5 separate regions of the Mus musculus genome follow, and regions 1, 2, 3 and 5 are each linked to region 4. The links are chromatin contacts, called in public ChIA-PET and promoter capture Hi-C maps. All regions are on one chromosome and are shown on one strand. The core of a region is the stretch at or near the end of the contact, and the rest is flanking DNA. Distances in the headings are between cores, read along the strand shown. Region 1 overlaps Habp2 (hyaluronic acid binding protein 2). Region 2 overlaps Ablim1 (actin-binding LIM protein 1). Region 3 overlaps Nrap (nebulin-related anchoring protein). Region 4 holds the start of Ccdc186 (coiled-coil domain containing 186). Region 5 holds the start of 4930449E18Rik (RIKEN cDNA 4930449E18 gene).

What was found. Promoter capture Hi-C pulls out the DNA fragments that hold promoters and counts their contacts. ChIA-PET counts read pairs in DNA pulled down with a chosen protein or histone mark.
Region 1: a contact with region 4 is called in a promoter capture Hi-C map of hematopoietic stem and progenitor cells, with 2.2 times the contacts expected there. The contact joins the enhancer-like site here to the promoter of Ccdc186 in region 4. A contact is called at or near these places in 11 of 39 promoter capture datasets (the 3T3-L1 cell line, the HPC-7 cell line, HPC-7-derived erythroid cells and 6 more), 3 of 115 datasets of contacts at active chromatin or transcription factors (bone marrow-derived macrophages, embryonic stem cells and pancreatic cancer cells) and 4 of 9 other capture datasets (adipose tissue, embryonic stem cells, macrophages and 1 more).
Region 2: a contact with region 4 is called in an RNA polymerase II ChIA-PET map of memory CD8 T cells, with 38 read pairs. The contact joins the enhancer-like site here to the promoter of Ccdc186 in region 4. A contact is called at or near these places in 3 of 39 promoter capture datasets (the 3T3-L1 cell line, hippocampal neurons and liver), 1 of 484 Hi-C or Micro-C datasets (CD4 T cells), 3 of 115 datasets of contacts at active chromatin or transcription factors (effector CD8 T cells, memory CD8 T cells and pancreatic cancer cells) and 2 of 9 other capture datasets (adipose tissue and pancreatic islet).
Region 3: a contact with region 4 is called in a promoter capture Hi-C map of the HPC-7 cell line. The contact joins the enhancer-like site here to the promoter of Ccdc186 in region 4. A contact is called at or near these places in 16 of 39 promoter capture datasets (the 3T3-L1 cell line, the C10 cell line, the HPC-7 cell line and 9 more), 1 of 15 datasets of contacts at CTCF or cohesin (large pre-B cells), 1 of 484 Hi-C or Micro-C datasets (nephron progenitors), 7 of 115 datasets of contacts at active chromatin or transcription factors (bone marrow-derived macrophages, embryonic basal ganglia, embryonic stem cells and 3 more) and 2 of 9 other capture datasets (embryonic stem cells and liver).
Region 5: a contact with region 4 is called in a promoter capture Hi-C map of embryonic stem cells, with 3 times the contacts expected there. The contact joins the promoter of 4930449E18Rik here to the promoter of Ccdc186 in region 4. A contact is called at or near these places in 2 of 39 promoter capture datasets (both in embryonic stem cells) and 1 of 9 other capture datasets (pancreatic islet).

Annotation. Positions count from the first base shown.
Region 1 is chr19:56,317,930-56,322,183 of GRCm38.p6, reverse strand. Habp2 (hyaluronic acid binding protein 2) reads right to left here. Exons shown (of 13, transcript NM_001329935.1): 13 at 1,364-2,713. The coding sequence ends at 2,549. It overlaps Nrap (nebulin-related anchoring protein), which reads left to right. Exons shown (of 42, transcript NM_008733.4): 40 at 150-461; 41 at 1,168-1,299; 42 at 1,882-2,143. The coding sequence ends at 1,989. Among named protein-coding and RNA genes, the nearest start is that of Gm32257, 31 kb to the right of the region's middle. Within about 2 kb of position 1,878, at least 44 of the 459 cell types and tissues checked have an H3K27ac peak or open chromatin away from gene starts, as enhancers often do. A contact at or near this core is called in the HPC-7 cell line and hematopoietic stem and progenitor cells, where this site is marked.
Region 2 is chr19:57,129,457-57,133,692 of GRCm38.p6, reverse strand. It overlaps Ablim1 (actin-binding LIM protein 1), which reads left to right. Exons shown (of 26, transcript NM_178688.4): 6 at 738-831. Among named protein-coding and RNA genes, the nearest start is that of Ablim1, 84 kb to the left of the region's middle. Within about 2 kb of position 2,137, at least 70 of the 459 cell types and tissues checked have an H3K27ac peak or open chromatin away from gene starts, as enhancers often do. A contact at or near this core is called in memory CD8 T cells and pancreatic cancer cells, where this site is marked.
Region 3 is chr19:56,361,565-56,365,544 of GRCm38.p6, reverse strand. Nrap (nebulin-related anchoring protein) reads left to right here. Exons shown (of 42, transcript NM_008733.4): 16 at 49-153; 17 at 1,136-1,243; 18 at 1,518-1,619; 19 at 3,694-3,891. It overlaps Gm17197 (a long non-coding RNA gene), which reads right to left. Exons shown (of 4, transcript XR_003952900.1): 2 at 2,730-2,869; 3 at 1,113-1,311. Among named protein-coding and RNA genes, the nearest start is that of Gm17197, 6.9 kb to the right of the region's middle. Within about 2 kb of position 1,629, at least 8 of the 459 cell types and tissues checked have an H3K27ac peak or open chromatin away from gene starts, as enhancers often do. A contact at or near this core is called in the HPC-7 cell line, where this site is marked.
Region 4 is chr19:56,819,612-56,824,212 of GRCm38.p6, reverse strand. It overlaps Ccdc186 (coiled-coil domain containing 186), which reads left to right and starts at 2,014. Exons shown (of 16, transcript NM_170757.2): 1 at 2,014-2,225.
Region 5 is chr19:57,271,878-57,275,927 of GRCm38.p6, reverse strand. It overlaps 4930449E18Rik (RIKEN cDNA 4930449E18 gene), which reads right to left and starts at 1,968. Exons shown (of 3, transcript NR_045319.1): 1 at 1,859-1,968. It also overlaps a transcript of Ablim1 not described here.

The DNA of each region.
Region 1 (4,254 bases), core at 629-3,128, 500 kb after region 4:
ATACAGCTTTGTTTGATTCCAAAGCTTTCGCCCTTATCCACTGTTGATCAAGCTTCCTGCTGAAGTCCTGGGGTCTGTCCCCTCTAGGGAGGCTGGCTTTGAAGGGGAAGGGCATCCCCATCACCTCTCTTTGCTTCTCTGATTCGCAGTTCCGGTACAAAGAGGCATTTCTGAGGGACCGGGGCCTACAGATTGGGTACCGTAGCATCAGTGACGACCCGAGGACGACGCACTTCCTCCGAGTCGGCAGGCTCCAGAGTGACAACGAGTACAGGAAGGCCTTTGCCAAAGGTCGCTCCCAGTTCCACAGTCGCGCTGACCAACCAGGCTTCCTCCAGGCCAAGAGGAGCCAGCAGCTGGCCAGCGATGTCCTCTATAGGCAGCCACTGCCTCAGCACACCAGCGACCCAGAACAGCTGGGCCTGAAGCATGCCCGGAAAGCCCATCAGCTGCAGAGTGATGTGAGCTGCCTCCACTTATGCCCTGTTACCTCCTGGGGAAGCAGGCTGAGAAGGCGTAATTACAGACATTCCCAAGTCTGCCACAAATGTACCAAATGCTTTCTCAGGATTGGGTGGTGTGGCCTTTTTAACAGACAAGGAACCCAAGCCAGGTGAAATTAAGCAACCTAAGATCACACAGGAAATAAGCGGCAGCCCCAGGGTATTTGATGACATAGCCCAACTTCTTATTTTTCTTAATTAATTAACTTGTACTGGGGATTGAGCCAAGGGCCTTATGCATGTTGGTCATGTGCTCTGCCACCTCAGCAGCTGTCCGGTCTGAAAGCTCGGGCCCATGGTGGTTCCGTTCTGCTATTTCCATGGGGTCTTGATAATTACAGAAGCCAGTTTTATGCTTTCCCTGATTTGCAACTGAAGCTCAGAGAGGGGAGGTGAGTTTTACAAGGACACAGAGATAGGAGCTCAGACTTGAACCAGGTATCTCCAGGGTATTTTATTACCCAACTGGAATTTTGGGAGCAAATGCATAGTGGCTGGCCAGGCTTATTGTTCAGGTCCTCTGCATCACATGACCGCTCTTTGTTCTGACTTTAATGATGTCAGTGTGGTCCAGCATCTCCGGGCTGCCTTTTAAATCTCCCTCACTCCACTGTCAAAGCACCCAATCTTGCTGACTTTCCTCTTGCTCCTTCCTTCCCTCAAGGTCAAGTACAAATCTGACTTGAACCTGACTCGAGGTGTTGGCTGGACCCCTCCTGGCTCCTACAAAGTGGAAATGGCTCGACGGGCTGCAGAACTGGCCAACAGGAGGGGCCCGGGGATCCGGGGGGCTTCTGTGAGTAACAGGCCGCAAGCTGCACCCTGCCTTGCGAGACCACGGGAAATACAAACCCGTTGTTGCTTTTCAAAGTTTATTTTTGGCCAAAGGTCAGCTAGTTCTAAAGAAGCGTGAAAGGCAGCCGAACAAGGCGCCTAATTTCATGGGTCTGAGATGACCGGGCGGATGACACCTGGGTTAAACTTCCCGCGGGCTTCCTCTGAAGTCACAGCCATTAGTTCTGCAGAGGCAAACCTACCAGGGCGACATCAATCCCGGGCCAGGGCAGCCCAGGCTGTGCTGACTGCTTGCTCGTTACATTCGCGGAAAGGGTCAGGGACTTGCTGGCTCCAGCAGTCTGCATTTTGAACCCTACTTTGTTCAGGAGAGAGACAGCACATCTAAATGAGAAGCAGGTTTTGCTTCCTTCTCATCTCTGCCTTGAGGATCCTTTTTCTTGGACCGGGGTGGAAGAGAGGACAAAGGAGGGGTGGGGAGCTCGTTAGATGTTTGCCGGGCATCTTAGCACGGCTTGTGGGAGCAGCAACGGGGTTTCCTGTGAACTCAGTGGAGGTGGGGCGCTATGTGTGGCTTCCGCAGGTGGAGCCAGAGGCAGCAGCGGCGCTAGGAGATCATCAGAGCAGGGGGGTGAACCCGGATGCCTCGGAGATCCTGCATATCCACAAGAAGAAGACTCTGCTGATGTGAGCCTCCTTAAGAAGCCCCCTTGAGGGCTGCTTGCCAAAGGCATGCCTCTGTGGCTTTGGTCTGGATGAGCGAGTGTTTTAAAAAAAAAAAAAAACTGGCACACCCTCCCCGTGCCCACATCTGCCTTTATTAAAATAACAACTCTGAAAGCAAACAAAGAGCTTGTGGTTTTGGGGGCTTCTCTCTGATGGCTGCATGAGAATGGCTGGTTCTGTGGAGGACCCTGATGGTATGGACAAAAGATAAAGAGTCAAGGAAACATCTCCTGGTGCGGGGCAAGCAGGGATCTCAGATTCGCAGTCTCCATGGTGGAGAACGTCTCTGAATTCTGGTTATCTAGAAGGTACACTTGTCAGAACGGGGGCAAAGATAATGTATTTCTTGTTGGTTCCCAGAGAGAAAAGGCCTCATGAAATGATATAGTGCCAGTCTGGAAAGGCCCAGGCTGGGCAACAATGCCTCTGTCTAGAGCATGGACCCAGGACATCCCTGGCTACGCAGGAAGCCCCTCTTGTTTGGTGCTAAAGACGAGGGGCTTCAAGGCTCTGCAGACAGCACCTCAGAGGCCAGCCTCCCTGTGCATGGTGGTCTTTATCCAATTCAGGAACTTGGTGACTTGAGTGTAGACTCCTGGCTTCTTCCCACATTCCTGGCCCCAGCTTACAATCCCGTAGACGTAGTAAGTTCCATCCTTCTCACAGGTTAGAGGGCCCCCCGAGTCACCCTAAAGGGAGAGCAGAAGGGGTTCAGCCTTGTGAACTTGATTCAGACACGCCTACAAGGGGAGGGTGGAGCCAAGTCACCTGCTAGCTACCCTGGGCTTCTCGGAGGAACCAGTGCTCAAGCTTCCCATGATGCACAGCTCCAAAGGGAGAGAAGCTAATCCCAGCTCCAGTTCCTGAGTTTGGAAAAAGTTTGAAGCCCAGGACTGCAGCCGCAGTGCTGCGGGCAAGTAATGGTTCCTGACTCTCAATTCTAGAATTTTCCATTCCCAGGGTTCCTCAACTTCTTTTAGTAGCTGACCAAGGTGGGTGATGGCTTGTTTGGACGGGCCCAGATAAGGAGTACGGCAGAGACCCAGAGGTAGTCTATATCTTTAACCTACTGCCTGCTGAGCAGTGTGGCCTGAGGCCTTGCCTTTTCAGTGGAGTGCTGTGGAGAACCATAGAGGAACTGTGCTCCTGAGAAGGACTGTAGTGATTCTTTCTGAAGTGTGTAGGCCAGGGCAGAGAGATGGGCAGGAGGGAAGCAGAGAAGGAAACAACTTGCTTAGTCGCCGCAACTAATAGCTTTTGTCACATAACTTTACTTTCCTAATCATAGCCAATACCTTGTGATCTTGCAGGCACTTTATCTGAAGTTTGATACATTTTTTTTTTTCAAGGATTGATCAAGGTCCTATAATACGAGACAGATCAGGTTTCAAAACCATGGCTATTGGCTTCCCTTCAGCATAGCCCTTGAGCTTCATAGAAAACCAAGCATACTGTGATCCTGGTGAGCCTGCTTATCCTCCAAGAGCGTAGGGAAAACCACACCCACTTGCTCGTCTCCATCCTGAGCATGTGGCTATCCACGACCCTTGGAGAAGTATAGAGGATCAAAACAGAGACATGGTCTCTGGAGAGAGGAACAAACCCAAAGAGGCTGTGAGCTGGCTGGTTATCGTCGGGTCTGTTTGTAGGGAGGCTCTATCATGGTACAAGATCAGAATGTGGCTACGCTGGATCTTCAGGGACAGCTGGGTAGTGTGTAAGGACGAGCAGAAAGCCTAGCCAGAGCTGATCCTGGGAGTCCAGGAACAATGCAGCCTATGTGCCCCGAGCCCTGAGTTAAATGGGTATGGGCTTGGATTTGGGATAGGGACCCGAGATCCCCTTAGTCTACAGTTGATGGAATCACCACTTCCTCCGTCTCCGGGAGCACATTTGAATCTCCACAGACCTTAGCAGCTGAGGGTTTGCTGTTATTAGAGTGGAGCAGAGTAGCAAAGGCTCTGGTGTTGCACACATCTGGGTTGATCTGATCTCAGTCCTGTCTGTCACTTAGTGCTCTGTTGCTATTGACATTGATAATGTCTACAAGCCCTTGTAAGGCATGACAGTGACATCATAGGACACTGGGAGAGTTAAACAAGGCTGTGCAGCCACATGTGATCACAGTTATTACGCTGACCCATCTTGATGTAGCCCACCTGTGTCTTAATGCTGAGGCAGGTGGCCTGATGACCCCGGTTCCCATCCCAGAGCTATCATTAAGCCTCTC
Region 2 (4,236 bases), core at 888-3,387, 310 kb before region 4:
CATAGTGGATGAATTTAATTTCACAGATCCATGAAATGATTGAAAAGGAAGCTCAGCTCCCACTGCCCCAAAACTAGGGTTTGCTTCTAAGTGGGTCTGGGGTCAAACTGAAACGCCCCTGTGAGGGACTAAAGAGCTCTACAGGTGACTGTGATGAGCAGCTTAAAGGACAACGTGAGTGTTTGTCTGGCTTTTAAGTGGCACTGAGGTCTGCCAGTAATAGGCAGAGTGGACCCTCAGACTTGCTTTCCAATTGTTCCGAGTAGTAACACTCAGGAAATGGCAGCTTTGCCACACTGTGAGACGAATGCGGCTGCTGAGCTGAGCCATGTCCTAAACCCTCAGAGCCAGAGGGACCTGAGCTGAGGAGGTGACATTTGAGGTGGTGGGAGGCTCTGGTGGGCCTTTGATTCTGAGAAGATGGTGTGTGAAGGGAGGTAAGATACTCTGGGCCTCTCAGACTGGCTCATCTGGGCTGCCAGGAGAAGAATATTGGGGCCCGTGCTCCTTAATTCTGTGACAACCAAGGAAGTGGGCACAGTAACCATTTGGTGGTTTGTTGGGTTTTTTTTCTCTGTCTGGCTTGGAGAACAACCACTTGCTCTCTGGCCTGTGGTTTTGTATGGTCAGGTCGCTGGGTCTGTGTAAAGATGGATTCTACTCTTGTTCTGTGGGAAGGGCTTCAGCAAAGTGGCTTTGGTGTCTTCCCAAGGCCTGAATGTAGCTTTGTCTTTCAGGGATGGCTCCCCATACTGTGAGAAAGACTACCAGGGGCTCTTTGGGGTGAAGTGTGAAGCCTGTCACCAGTTTATCACAGGAAAAGTCCTGGAGGTAAGTGCAGACCACCACTGTTTGCCTGTGAGCCCTCATCCTGTGTGTCTCCTCCTGAGGAGGAAGGAGAGTAGCCATGGGTGACTGTCTGAGAGGACTCGTGTGTTGTACTTACCTTTCTTCCAAAGGCCAAGGGGAACTTGGAATGATAGAGAAAAGAACAGACCTCCCTCCCTGGGAGTTAAGCAGGCATTTTTTTTTAAGAGTAAGAATATGATGTCAGACCCTGTGTGTACATCTGTGTTTGCACATGTGTGCTATCTGTGGAGACCTCAGAAGCTCAGAGTCTGAGAAAGGAAGGGAGGGTGCGAGGTGAAGGTTTTGACTTCTCTGCCCTTAGAAAGCCACATCCGCTGTGACTCAGAGAACCCTGTGACCGAGCTGAAGGAAGCCTGTCAAATTCAGGTGTGACTGCTTCCAGCCGGAGCTTTGTACCTGCCTCTGCCAGCACCTGCCTCTGGGCCTAGCTAACACCTCTTTGATGAGAGAGGCTGCAGCGAGGAATTCTGGGATCAAAGTTCAGAGAAAACCCTGTTTCTCACAGAGCTTTGGGGGCTCATCAAGCTGGAGGGGAAAGTCACAGTTCACACACACACACACACACACACACACACACACACACCTTCCTGTCCGTAGGGCAGAGAGAATGTGCAGAGCCAGGGAACCTGGCAGCTTCAGCCTGCTGATCTACCAAGCCATCATGTGGGTCCCTCGGGTGCTGATTCCATACAGCCAGTAGAGTATGTTTTAGAGACATGGGCTGTCTATCGTGGGAGTCCCTATGGTGTTTCTGGCCACTCTGGGGGGATATCACAACAAAGGTTAAGAGTAATCTCCCCGAATCCCACTACAAGTTCTTCCCACCAAACATCAAGGGGTCACCACCACTAACTGTCCTGAGGAGATGAGGATGAGACTCTTGTCAAGTACGGTCACCCAACAGTCTGAGGGAGAACGCTCTGATAAAGAGGACCACGTGGCGAGGACACAGGACACACAAGGAAAGAAGCACGTTGTGGGGTACCGAGCAGGAGAAGTGGAGGAGGACTCCTCCAGGGTCACACTCAGAAGTCTGAGTTTTGTGGAGAGAACTGAGGAGGACGTAGGCTCTATAGCTGTGGAATCACAGGATGGAGTCAGTGTTCTGTGGAAAGAATAAATGGGAGTCTTCAAACACCTGTGCACACACACACCCCACCCACCACTGACGGCAGAGGGAGGAGGAAGCGGCTCAGTCATGCCCCAGTAGATGTCGGGAAGCAGTGATAACCTGCTACACCACAGATGCACCATAAGTGAAAGATGGCAGGCAGGAAGTGTGGTGGTCAGACCACCCAGACATGGAGCCCATCACCAAAGGCCTAGTGATTAGAAACAGAAAGCAGGCTGCTGTTTGCTAAGGGCTGGGGAGAAAACAGTAGTGACTGTTTCTGGGAGAGTTTCCATGACACAAATGCAAAGGCTTCCCAGCAATGAGATAGGAGAGGTAGTTATGTGGCCTTGGTAGTTCGCTGGGTGCCTCCAGCTTGTTGGTTCTAAGGTGCTGCACTTTAGACTACATGAATTTTGCCTTGAATCTAAAATTTAAAAACCAAGAAGGGTGTGAGGGTATAGTAAGGAAAAGAGGCAGGAAGATGTGGAACTTGGTACCCAAGTTTTTAAGGTCCTGTGTTCAAATCAACCTTTTTTTAATTTTTTTAGTCAACACATGGAAATGTGTTCCCCAAAAACATTGGGAGGGAAAAAGCCTGTCTGTTTTTGCATGCGTGTTTACATTCACTTCAACAGCTACAGGAAGGAATCTATAAAATATAGTTGCAATCTAGAACATGCCATTTTGGAGACATGCTGGCCCCTTGTGTTTTCTCTCTCAGGCTGGAGTCACAGAGGCTTCAAGGACCTGGTCCCACATTGACCTCAGGTGGCAGGGAAGGTCTGAAGAGCTGAGGGCTTGGAGACATTCCATACAGAGCCTCCGACATCAGTCAGCCCGGGAGTGGTTTGCACTTTCAGCTTAGATGAGAGGTCCGCCCATCAGACTCTGTCCTCCTCAGATGGGTGTGTGACCCAGAAAAATGTTCTGCAGGGGCTAGCACAAGACATGTGACTGCTAGTGACTCAGCTGGGCTTGGTCACCAGGAGAAAGCAGGACCAGTCTCCATGCCCCACCTCCCCCAAGCTTGGGGAACCATTCTCGGTGTAGCTTTGCCATCAATACTCCAAACCCTGTCTTTTTGTCTTAAATTCATTGTATCAGTATATCAGTGGTTTTATTTTCTGCATGGGTTGCAACAGTGATGGCTTAAAACAGTTTATTCTCTCATTTTTAGAGTCTAGACATTTATAACAGTGTATCATCAGGGCCATTGTTCTCTCAAACACTGGGGGAATTTTTTCTTGGTGATCTCCAGCTTCCCGGCATGCATCACTCCAGGTGAACCACCTCCTCTGCCAGCTACCTTTCCACCCTTCTCCTAAAAGGGCACTTATCATTCTATATAAGGCCATGCCCATCACTCAAATCGTCTCTTCAAGACCCTTGCCTTAATTACATCTCTGAATACCATTTCCAAATATATTAGTGTTTCCAGCTGCAAAGACTTGCTGTGGAAGTAGCTTTTGTTCATCCGATTCTAGAAACCGCAGCGACTGCCTAATGTGGAAAGATTGTAAATATTGGAGCAGAGCTGAAGCCACTGTATATAATTCTCCTAAAGGTGCTACCATATATATACCCAAGGGGGCTTTCAACAGAGAAGGGTCCCAAACAGCCTGTCCAGGTATAGCTGAGTCTCTTGTTGTTTGTCTAACATTTCCTGGAGAACCTCGGCTTCCTTGGGGCTGCGTCTTTCTCTCACAGACACAAAGTATGCGTGTAGCTTTCAGAACAACATCCTGCGCTAGCTTCTGCCGGTTCTCTTTTGAGTTCTTTAGCATTGTCCTGAGACAGGACACAGGTATCTCAGGCTAACCTTGAACTTGCTGTGTGACTGAGGATGACCTTGAATCGTTAATGTTCCCACTTCCATCTCCCGAATGGTGGGTTTGCAGGGGTGGACCAGGATGCCTGCTGTATGTAGGGCTGGGGTTGTGCGTGCCAGACAAGCATCGTATCAACTGAGCATACCATATCCCTACCCCACCCCACCTCCAGAGTTGTAGTGCTCACACATTTCTTCAGCCTGATGGGATAAGCAGAGACCAAGTAGTTTAGAGAAAGGTGACAGGGAACCTAGAGATGGACTCTTGGCTCTGGAACGCACCCACTGGGTGACCTCGGACACGTCTCTCCACATTCTTAGCCCATCTCTCCTTTCATTAATGGAATCATTCAAAGTATGTGCGTAAACCCAAGGCTAGGGTGCTGGCCTCCCAGTGCCCTGCCCAGCATGGGAGCTTTCCACG
Region 3 (3,980 bases), core at 380-2,879, 460 kb after region 4:
TCCTGTTTGTTACACACAAACCTTGCAGACCTATTTTAAACTCAACAGGTGAATTACCGAGCTGACTACGAGAGAAACAAGCTGAACTACACATTGCCCCAGGACGCCCCTCAGCTGCTGAAGGCCAAGGCCAATGCAGAACTGTTCAGCGAGGTAAGAGCAAGCTGGGGAGAGCTTGGTGTGACATTCACCAATGCTCAAACAAGCAGGGCCTCCTTGCCTCCCAGGAAAGAGTCTTCCAGGGCATTCAACACAGTGGGATTTAGAATTTTGGCACACCTCCCTGGGTACATGATATGTGAACATGCAGTCTTGTCACCACCACCATCATCATCCCAGCGACTGACTGGTGACTTTGTGAGAAGAGATTTTTTTTTTTAAGTTTCAAGAATAATCTTGATATGATCAACAAAAACACAAGGAGTCACAGAATGGTCTGCGATTAGGCCACTAGCCTAGGTGGGAGTTATGGGGAAGGAAAACGAAAAATAGGGACAAATTTTTTTGTACAAGACTACTCTGTGTTGAGGCGGAGGACGTGATGACATAAATCTGATGTGTTTATTGGGCTCATCGTGGCGTTAACGTACCTTCCAGCATTTGTTGCCGTGGGTTTTGATATGAGACAAACCCCGATCCAGAAGTCATGCTGGACTCGTTTGAGCTGTACGACCCTAGTAAATAAATGCCTTGCTGAGCCTTGGCTTGTGTGAAGATTTGTAGTTAGTGTCTACAACCCTTTTAGGAAGGGACCACACACAGTGGTTCTTGCAGGCAGCATCAAATCTTCGCTTCTTGGCTGCACCACACAGTTTAGGATTTGCCTTCAAGCTCCACGCCCAACTTACATTTCCAGCAGCCCGGGGAATTATAATATGCATTTTGTAAATGGTCAGCCACAGCTCAGAGAGGTAATTACCCAAAGTCACTTGACCAGGCAATGAAGGTTCTTTGTCCTGTCCCTAGGGTGGCCCTAAGGGTCAGTGATTACTGTTACAGTCTTGACAATAATAGCTAAGACTCTCCCGCCTGCCAATAGAAGAAACCAAGTTTGCTTTAAAGAAAAATCCTCTCAACTTCCCGCAGACTGGTGGGTAGCAGGGCCCACTCACCTGTGCTTGTGTTTGTTTGTCAGGTGAAGTACAAAGAAGGCTGGCAGAAGACAAAGGGGAAAGGCTTTGAGATGAAGCTGGACGCCATGTCTCTGTTGGCCGCCAAAGCCTCGGGGGAGCTTGCTAGCAGCGTAGGTTCTTCTCGTTAACACAGAATTGTGTAAGGGATAAGAAACAGCTGCAATGTGATGGCAGCCACCTGCTGGAGAAATAATGACTGTTAACATTGTAAACATCGCAACACTTTAATCTTCTTCTGGGTTTGAGAAAGATGGAGGGGGTACTCCCCCCCCCACCACCACCACCACCATGGCAAGAATTGTTCTCTTTGTGTTTGTTACAGTCAGAGTCCCTTCTAGGGCAGTTTCTCTCTTGCTCACGCTAGACTGTCTTCTTCCTCTCAAGGTTAAATACAAAGAAGAATATGAGAAAATGAAGGGCAGAGCCCTGGGAGCCACAGACTCTAAGCTTCTGCATTCTCTGCAGGTGGCCAAGATGAGCAGCGAGGTAAACTTCCTCCCGCCCCAGCCCCTAACTGATAGCTGTGCTTAAAAGTTCCTCCTGGGCAAGCTTGCCTTTCTGCAGACTTCCACCTGCAAGGCTTTTCTCTCTTGGCTTATATACGAGGAACTCGTTCGTTTTCTTTATTTTGTCAAAGCACAGTGTTCTTTAAAAGTACGTGAGGTGGATGGTCCCGGGGATGACAGCGTCTACTGAGCAAGGTACAGAGGTGCTGAGTACATCTATTTATGCCACAGATATTTGTCACACAGTGCTCTGGGTGAAATACTGCAAGAGGCTCTGGAGCTATGAGAATGAGCAGCTCACAAGTTCCTCGCTCACAGAGCTAAGCTCAAATGTGAGAGTGTCTTAGTCCATCTTTCTGCTGCTAAACCAGGATCCTAGAGATAGCACTTGAGGAAGGAAGAGCTCTGTTTTGTCGTATAATTCTGGAGGCTCCAGGGCCTGAGGATGGACAGCTGCAACACCCTCGGGTTGGCCCCGTGTTGCTTGGGATGAAAAGAGGTGTAAAGGGGAGCTAGTGTATGTAAATGAGAGAACACAGTGTGTTCTCATGATGATAAATCCAGCCCAGGACAGGCAGGCAATGATGTGTTCGTGAGGCTGCAAGAGGTTTGACTTGGTACCTCCACCACCATCACCACCACCACCACCACCTACTGTTGAGGAGCTAAACCTAAATGTAACTGTCGGCAGGGACAAATCACATCTAAATCATAGCAGGGAGTTGAGCTTGTAGGTTTTTTGTGATGATGTTCTGGGTGGCCACAGTATTAGTGTTCAAAACATTTGCCAGGCTAATGTGGTATCCCCAGCTCCAGCCAACTTGATTGTCATTGGTTGTAAATAACTGGAATGTCTGGAGATTGACACTCATCACCTAGGACAGATCATGGTAGGGTGGTCGTGGAGCCTCTGGGGAAGGAGAGCTCTACCAGAAGGGACATCTATGGTTTCCAGTCAAATCTTTCACCCAATGCAAAGCATACAGGATGGACACATGAGCACTGAGTTCCTACTCTAGCCTTCCCGAGCCATGCAATGAAGCCATGCAATGAAGCCATGCAGCTCTGCTGAGCAGCTGAGTAGATTTACCTGGTAGGCCTTTACGAGACCGTGGCTTGAGTGGTATAAGGGAGCTGGCACTGAAGTCATGCATTTAGACACACCATGGAACACGTCTTGGGAAATGCATGGTCATGAAGCATGAAGACACAGTAAGAATCGGAGTTGGGCTTTGATGTAAATGGACAACAAATTGTTACACTGAGTATCTGTGATCCAAAGCCATATGGTCGTCAACGATAGCAGTGGGAGAGTAGAGTTAGAGACTAGATCACTCAATACCTGGCACCTCGCCCCTCATACTGCTGGGCACTGTCTTTTCTCACCATATGCCGTTATATCCGGTGTCATCACCATTGTCCGAGCTGTAACTAATGTCATGACCGCCATTGTCACAGCATCAGTCATCATCACCGTCTCCATGGAAACCACTATTGACATCCATCCTCCTCGCCACCATCACCCTTGTATTCTCATCACTAGTGTGTGCTGTTTGCACGTAACACTCCCTATCCTAAGCATCACATTTCTGTGACTGTAGTAAGACTGGCCACATCTGGTTCCTTAAGGAAAATGAGCCGTAAGGGAGGGGATGTAACTTTCCAGAGGCCTCCTGGCCATGTGAGCAACGTGAGTTGTGTTTAAGGGACAGCGGGAATGAGCTGGTTTGAAGTTAGGCTTCTTTGATTCTATAGCCCCACACTTTGTTGTTTCGTTTTGGAAAACCTCTGCAAAAAGCATAGGTGGCAGCCTCTCCTGCAACAGCCATGAACCAGGGTGAAGTTTGGTAAGAGATGGCCTTAGATGACAAGTATGTAGGGGACAGGATCAGTATGACTGTGGTAACACTGACTTGGGGCCACCTTTCCAGCAGATAGGTGGCTGCACCCAGAGTGCTTAAATCTCCCAGAATCCCGAGAGTCTCTCCCCCACTCTCTCTTAACTCCTGCAAGAACAGCCTTTAATCAATGAGCCCTGTTTTGTTGCATTCAAGGTTGAATATAAGAAAGGGTTTGAGGAGAGTAAAACCCACTTTAACCTGCCCATGGACATGGTGAACCTCAGGCACGCTAAGAAGGCCCAAGCTCTTGCCAGTGACCTTGACTACAGAAAGAAACTGCATGACTACACGGTGCTGCCTGAAGATATGAAAACTCAGTGGGCCAAGAAAGCCTACGGGCTGCAGAGCGAGGTGAGTGGCCCAGCACCTTGCCCTCAGATGAGCTCTCAGAGTGATTTGAACCTGTGAGTGGGTCCATTGTATAACTCAGAGAAGATCTA
Region 4 (4,601 bases), core at 765-3,264:
GTTCACTTCACAGTTCAAAGACAGCAGCAGCTCGATCCACGTGCAAACACTTCACAGACACACCAGCAGTTCAGTTCAGTGGAGTCAGGATAGCAAGCAGGAAATCAGCAGCGGTGGCACGACCTAGCAGAGACAGCCAGGCCCCAGCCTTTGCTTTAGCATCCTCTCCTGTGTCTGCTTCAGGGAAACATTCCTTCACTTAGCCTTTCATGCCTGTGTCCACTTTAACGGAACACTCCTTCATGTGTTTGCCCCAGCAGAACACCATCCAGCACGTTCCAAAGAACCCTTAGCGTTTCCACTTCAGATTGCAGCGTTTCCATCTCATCTCTTTGGTTTTACACCTGTATTTCTTCTCTCTTATGATTTAAAAAATTAGTTTCCCAGACATGCTTAATACATTTTCTTACCAGTTATAAGTTCTGAAGTACATTTCAGAAATAATGCTAATGTTACTTCTAACAATATGAACAGATAAACAACTCAGTGTGTCTTCCCTCCTTTTGGGATAACATACCTTACTAGGAATGTTTAAAGTCCAGCCATTCTTTTCAAAGTAAGAAAACCTATGTATGTCTGTATGAATGCATGCATGTATGTATATACGTATGCATTTAGGAAAAGGGTCTCCTGCAGGCTAAACCCTAAGTGGTTCCTACTTGCACCTCCCAAATGCCTGGATAACCATTGTAAGCCACTACTCCCGGCTCAACCCATAGTTAGGGTCTCATTTCTGTGAATTGACACTCTTCACACCAAGGCAACTCTTATAAAAGACAACATTTAATCAAGGCTGGTTTTACAGGTTCAGAGGTTTAGTCCATTATTATCACGCTGGGACGCACAGCAGTGTGCAGGGGGTTGAGGGTTAGGGTTAGAGACAAAGAGCAGAGAGCTCTACCTCTTGATTGGAAGGCAGCAAGGAGGAGACCGAATATGTCTCACACTGGGTGTAGCTCAAGCATTTATATGAGAGCTCAAAGCCTTCCTCCACAATGACATACCCTGTCCAACAAGGCTACACCTCCTAATAGTGCCACTTCCTATGGGCCAAGCATTCAAATACATGAGTCTATTCAAGTCACCACCGCACCTTAATTGTAAAACGTACTGTAATACATTACCATAATTTGAGGAGGGAGTTGTCATTTTCTGATTAAAAAAAGACAGAGGGTTAGTAATATACCACATTGAAGATTTTCCTCCTCAGCAATTATGAAAGTAATTTAACAGTAATATGCTTGGATTTACAAACTTGCCACTGAAGACGAGTCTTAACTATTTTCACTTACAACTGTCTACACGGCCCAGAACTTTAACACATCTTTTCTCCGGACAGAGGTGGTTTGCAAAACCTCCAGACTAAAACTGCTCACCTTCCCTACCTCCTCCAACTGGGCTTAGTCACTATAATATACAACCTGCGTGCAACCATGCAACCGGATGGGTTACGCAGCCCAGGCAGGCTTAGGTCCTCTGCGTGGAGCACACTAACAAGCTTACTAGTAAACAATGGCACTCGGTGCCACTTGGAGATCCCAGGTCAATTATTATTATGGAAACCCTGCAGAGCTCTCTCCCAGAGATGAAGCTCGCATGCCCAAGTCAGCTGCTCCTGCGGACTTGGCTCACCCACAGGCAGCGCAAAGTTTGCACCATCAGAACCGGGAAGCCACAATCTCTAGTTCTCTTTTATTACTTTATGCCACTGACTCATTAGATGACCGGCCAAAGGGTGAAGAAAAAAAGATGGCAACTTCCTTCCGATAGAAAGCACCGGCTTGGGACGGGAAAGGGAAAGAGTGGCCCAACCGGACAACAACAGCCTGCTACAGCCTCCTTGGGCTTAAGTGGAGGTGGCACGGAGATGCTGGGCGGGGCCTCTAGAAACCGCGAGGACTGGAGGCGGCGCCTCGAAAACCACGCCCGCCTCCAGGTGCTTAACGTCACGCGGTCCGCGCCGCGCTGATTGGCTCGTTCAGGGAGCCCCGCCCCCTCAGCTGTAGCCGCGCCGGCTTAGGCGTCGCCGCCATCTTTGTTGATGTGTCAGCTCCGCAGGGGTTTTGGGGGAAAACCTCCGCTGAGAGCCCGGGATCTGCAGTGGTCTCCGCGCGTGACTTCCTCACCCACTCCGCGTCGGCTACACGCCGCCATGGGTTCGTCGGCCCTGGAGCCGGAGCTCCATCGGCCTCGCTAGGGTGCGGCCCGGGGCTGGACGACGGACGGTGAGTGGCCGAGGGGCGTCCGGGACGGGCGCGCTCGGGGAGCGCTGGTCTGCGCGCGTGGACGTGACGGGGTGGTAGCCCCGGGCTGTACGCAACTCCGCGCGTGGACGTGACGGGGCTGGCGGGGCCCTCGGGGGGCTGTGCCCGGAGGCGCGGCCGCTCCCCCGCCGCACCAGCGCGGTATCTCCGGGGACGCGGTCCGCAGCGTTCGGCTTTTCCAAAGATCCCGATGTATTTTCATATATTTTCACCTTGGTAGGGAAACCATTTCAGATTTCTCTCTCCCCTTCTACCTATCCTCAAAGTAGCAATCCCAGGGAAACAGCGCGCGGGGAGAATGATGGCTCAGCTGCCAACAATTCGTAACTTGTTACAATATTCACATCTTGATTGTTATTTAGAGAGGAGACTCGGGTTTGTACGCAGAACACCTGGGTTAGAGTCAGAAAAGACTACAGTAAAAAAATATGACAGCGAACCAGAAAAGATGTCTCAGACCCAGTGTCACGCACGGTCCTTTGATGTCCCAGCCTTTTCCTTTCTTCTGAAGTGGTACACAGGGTGCTTGTCTGAGGAAAAGATGAAACAAATCAGTTATGACAGTGTTTCAAAGTGCACGTGTAGCCAGCCATCCCAAGGAAAATCGGTCTGTTAAGTGTTAGGTTTATTAGCGTGGATGTGGCCTTTGTGCACTTAATTGTGAAGGAGATTAAGGACCCAGAGACAAGTGATACTGAAACGGATGCGTCTTGTGTATCAAGTCCACCGTGTGCAGCTACTTTTTAGCTCTTCGTTAATTAATGGTTACACAAATGAAACAACAGTAATGATTGGCCTACTTCTTTTATGGTTCCTTTTTGGTCTTCCCATGTTCCCATGTGCAGATTTTGGGCAGGCCATAATCTTGTACTGTTGCACCAAGGCCTTCCTTCTCCTTTGTACAGGGTAATAGGTAAGTATGACTTTGGAAGGCTACCAGAAGACACAGGGACTGTGTTTAGTTTTTTTGAAGGCCTTTTCTAATTTAAAACAATAGAAACTTAAGGTGTTTGATTGAGAACAGGTTCCATGGAGTAAGGGTGACATTTCCCAGTCTGATTTTTTTTTTTTTTTCCAGACTGAAATCCTGAGTGGTAGAAGAAGGGGCACTCATAAACCTTTAGTTCCTTCACACAGGAACCAAAGACTTATTCTTTGATGCTGTGCAGTGCGGCAGCATGGCTGCTGCTGATTCCTTAGTGTGTTCAGTCCTGAAAGTGACTGTGATGAACAGAACACTCAGCCCAGCTCTCTGAGGAAGCTGTGATGGTTGGGAGCCCAGGCAGCCTCACTGAGAAAACTGTCTTTCCGTTTGACAGCATCTACCCTGGTTTACAAAAGTCATTCAACTCACTGTAAAGAAAGAATATTCAACTTCAAATTCTGCTTTGTTTGTTTGTTTGTTTTTAATAATAAAACTAAAATTTTTCTTTTATTTTTTTTGTCTTTAAATGACTAAGGTCAGGTTTTGATTTTTCTCATAAACATCACTTCATTTACAATAGTTTTATTTAGTATTTATTTTAAAAGCAGCAACAGGATAGATAATTTAGACCTACAAATGCTCCTGTAATCTTACACCATTTCAAACTTATTTGAACTTGCTTAATGGAGAGTTTGCATCCAAGAAGTAAACTATTAGGTAAAGGGGCAGTAGACACCAAGAGCAGAAGCAAACTCTAGGATACTGCCAACTGTCTTGAGCGTAGTGGAAGCAAACTCTAGGATAATGGTAACTGTCATGAGTGTATTTCTTAAAGCTTGAGCTGGTCATTCATTGTAGGCTTATGTAGTAAGTACTAAATAGGTGTTGTTTTTAATAAAACTTAAATCTTACCAAATTAACCAAATTCAGGCATAAGTACAACTCTTTTAGTAAATGTAGAAATTCTATTTAATTGAATTCATTTTTCTGATATTTGGTTTTCATATTTTTTTTAAAGATTTATTTTATATATATATCAGTAGACTGTCACTGTCTTCAGACACACCAGAAGAGGGCATCAGATCCCATTATAGATGGTTGTGAGCCACCATGTGGTTGCTGGGAACTGAACTCAGGATCTCTGCAAGAGCAGTCAGTGCTCTTAACCGCTGAGCCATCTCTCCAGCCCCATTTTCAGATTTTTTTGAAAGAACGGTTAAATAAAAGTACTTACGTTTTTCTCAGACTTTATTGCAGTTGATACATTCTGTACAAGTCGCTTCAAGGTAGAGTTCTGTATTAATGTTATGCCTCAATACTTTAAAAGCCATTTTAGAGTCTAAAGTACCCAAACCATGGTTGCCTGTTTCAGAGGTGAGAGTGTTACTGCTGCAAGATATCAGCTATCCAGT
Region 5 (4,050 bases), core at 719-3,218, 450 kb before region 4:
ACTGCGTTCAGTCAGAGAGAGGGAGGGGAGGATGAACTGAGTGTGACCATGTGAGGTTTATTTAGGAATCAGGCTAGTGTGTAACTGCAGAGACTCATACATGCCCTGTGCATTTATATAAGTTTAGCCTGCGTTTGTTTAATTTATGGCTCAGTTACATAACCCATCTGGGATGTGCTTAGGCCTCGGGACACTGCAGTGACTGATCACAGCTTAGCAGCTCATCTGGAGGTGGAACTGGTGCTCAGTATAGGAGGCAACTGTTTATAGTCCCCAGCTCCCTTCAAGGAACACATTCCTTGAGTACACGTTAATTTAGAAAAGAAACATCCCTTGCTATATAAACAGTAGAGCAATTTTTTTTTTTTTGACAAAGGATGGAAAACTACCGAGATAGGTTGTTTCGCTCGGATGAGGTGAGGGTTTAGTGACAAGCTACTTCTGTTCTCAAAGCGCGTATATTCCAGAGAAGTAGCTGGAAGAGCCAGGAAACTGTGACTCTTCAGCTGGCTCGTAGCTTCACTAATAATTAACCTAATGGGGTGAACAGCTGACCAGAGGGCAAAGTAGTCAGAAGAAGGTTATGTCAAAATGCTGCCTCCTCCCTGGTCCCCATAACAGAGTCACAGCCTCATTTTCTTGGACTCGGGTTTAAGAAACACCCTGGGGTTACCGCCATTCCTTAGCTGAGTTCCGCGGTTTCCTACACCCCGTGTCCTGAAGGCAGTTAACAGGATTCACAGTCCAGGTCTTAAACACTCACTCACTCAGTGGTTACTTTCAATTTAGGAATCAGCTGTCAACATTTGATTCTCAGGGCGTATTTTTATTTAGCTCCAGTCATGTGGAACAGAAGCCTTTAGTATTTTCTAAGGGTCTGTGTTTCCTCGGATGTCCCAGAGTTTGATGGTGTCAGCTCTGGAGCTAAGGTGGCAGTCTGGGCCAGCTGGAAATCTGGTGTACTTGGGGCTTAAGGACAGAAAGCAGGTACTTTTGGAATCAGCCTGGAGTCACGCGTTTGCCCTGCCATTTCTGTTAGCATTCCTTCTAGGCTCCGCCCCACCGTTACCTGGCAACAGCCAGGTACTGCCTGACTCACTATAAAAGGGGCTGCTTGCCCCCTTCCTCACTCTCTTAATCTCTTACTCTCTCCTACTTTTACCCTCTCTGTCCTTTCTCTCCCCATCCTCCTCCCCCTTCTCTCCCCATACCGCCCTCTACCAAATATATTCCTGGCTCTTTCATTTTTATAAAACGCAGCAATTCGCTCATTGAGATAACTCAGTGCAGATTTTCTCTAAGCCTCAGTTTCCTCGCAGACAAGATACTGTAAGCAGAGTACAGAGGAACGGCAGCCCAACCTGAGAGGTGCTGAGCAGGAACCATGTTACCGTTCCGTTTAGAAGCTGGAAGGGTGCCTGTGTGCGCAGCAGAGGAGGCAAGCTGAATGACTGCGTAGACACTGACTCCTCCTCGACCCAGCTGGGGAAGAGCAACCTCACGAACACCTTAAAGTGCTCGGAATACCCAGAAGACAGTAGGAAAGGTGGGGTGGGCACCTCGCTGCATAGGATTCTACACCTTTGCCACACTTGCTTGTCACTTTAAAAGTGAATATGGTTGAATGACTTAACAGGACCCTCCCACAAACCCACAGTCTCTTGTCTCCAGAAGTAATTACTGTCTTGGCCTTTGGTATTACTGCTGCCTTGTTTTCAGAACGTCTCCATTTGTGTGCTGATCAGCAAACCCTGTAAGTCGATGGTCAGAGTGGTTTTTCTCCTATGAGAGCACATAGCTTTCCTCTTCCCCCTCCTCTGCTTCCTCCCCTGACTTGGAGATAGAACCCTGTTCCTACCTGTTTCTATAGTCCATTCCTCTCTACTCCTCCCTCCTTTCTTAAGAAGTGGGCCTTCTCATTTCTGCCTTCTAGGCTGGCTCCAAACTCCCAGGTGCCAGAGATCCTCTGGCTTCAGCCTCCCGAGTTGCTGGGATTCTAAGAATGCTGCTGAGCCCAGGTTCTCTTTTTTCCTGCTGACTTGTGTTAGTTTCGACTGTTCCTGGTGTTGATGGATATTTAGAGGCACTATCACTCCATTTTTTTTAAATCTCTGTGATTCACTGAACAGTCTTACCTGTGTCTTGTCCCCCACTACCCAGTCCTGAAAGGGCAACCCTGGACCAACATGCAAAGTGAATGGACCAACAGGAACTACTGGGGCTTTGGGTTGAAGGTCTTCCCTTTCAGTAACTATTCACAGTTTGCCCTCAGAAGTACTTGCATGGGTTAATCTTACCCGCAGTGTAAACACGTCCTCAGTACTCCACAAAATCCCCAACAGCAGCCTCATCGGGCTTGAGGGTGGGGCAATATCTTACTCTCAGTGTATTTGGCATTTTCCCAGTTACTGAAGAGTCAGAACATGGCATGTTGTGTGACACCATCCCAGGGAATGTGAATAAATGTCTGCTCACCCCAGATTGGGATCTTTCCTTTCATACTGGCTGGGCGTGGCCCCTGTGTAACTCTGCCTACGCTTGCCCCTCCCAGCGTAACTCCTCCCATGCTTGCTCCTCCCAGCCAGCGTGTTAAAGGTACCTGCCCTATATTCCCTTTCCCTAGACCCCAGATTTCTGCAAAGTTACAGATTTCCAGGGTTACAAATAGCCTGCGAGTTTTTTTTTTTTAAAATAGGGATTTGCCCATCCATCCTCGTACCCAGAGCTATATTCTGCCCCTTGCTCATTTTGATGCAGCAATTTTGAGCCTCTGTGTCTCTGGCACATTTCAGCATTTTCTACTGTCAATTTCTCTTCCTCATGAGACTCTTGGCCAGGAAGAAACAAGTAAGTCGTCACGAGGCTGCTGTGCTGCTCTGCGCATGCCCAGGGCTGGGCACCCGAGGCTCACTAGCTCAGGGACCAGTTCCTGGCCTATCAGTGAGGCAGACTGGAAAACAGTCATTTCAGTACCATGTGTTCAGTGCTACAGTGAGGAGATATGTGCATCAAGCTATGGTTGGAGGAACAGGGCGGGCATTAGTGCAGCCCTAGCTGGGTCTGAGAGCTCGAGTGGAATTTTGCCAAAGGGAAAAAGCAGACAAGTGTGACAGGGTGCGGAGTTGTCCTCCCCAGACCAGCCTGTGGCAGCAGGCATCTCGTTCCTGGCTTTTCATGCCCCTGGGTAAAGACAAAACATTATCTGCTTAGACACCACAGCATTCCTGTAAACTAATGCGTTAGGGACATAGAAGTACCATAAAAATCTGAGTGCACACATGTGTGCGCCATACGACGTGGAGTACGACTACTGCGCATGCCAGACAAACGCCCTGCCGCTGAGTGATTCCCTGAGCCCCTTCTCTGCTTTATATTCTTTACTTTATATTTTGAGACAGTGTCTCACCAAGTTGCCCAGGCTTGCTCTGAACTTAACAATTCTTCTACCTCAGCTCTGAAACAACTGGAATTGTGGACCTGTGCCACCAGACCTGGCTGACATTGTATTTCTTAATGAAGGTTAATGGTTCATATGTCTGGAATTTATCAGGACAAAATATGACCAGACAGTAGGATCTGATTAGAAGGCTTAAGAATGATCTGTGCAGGGTAAGGCAGTCTCAGAGTCTTTTTGGTCTGATGGGTGGTTAAAGCCAGAACACACGGTCCGAGTGGTCTGTGCCGTGCTTCTGCCCAGGCTCAGAACATAAGCAGGCCTCCTGGGACCTGTCAGAGTTTCTGTCCAAGTTCAAGGTCTCCTTGTGATGCCCCCTCTCAAGAGGTGGTACTTGCCTATCAGGAGCTGTTCATTACAGAATTGTTCCGAGTGGGATCCAGCCAGGAACTTGCTTGGGAAGACAGTTAATCTAATCCCACCAGCCTCTGAGACGTTACCGGTCCTATTAATAAACAGCGCGGCAGCCTCCTTATCGTGCCTGAGCGCAACCTCTAACGCATTCCCAGAGCAGGCTTCGTCGAGCCGCAGTGACATTTGCTATGATCCTGAGTTTTCAGGTAAACTCGGGACCTTTGTGGAACAAAGCAGGCACT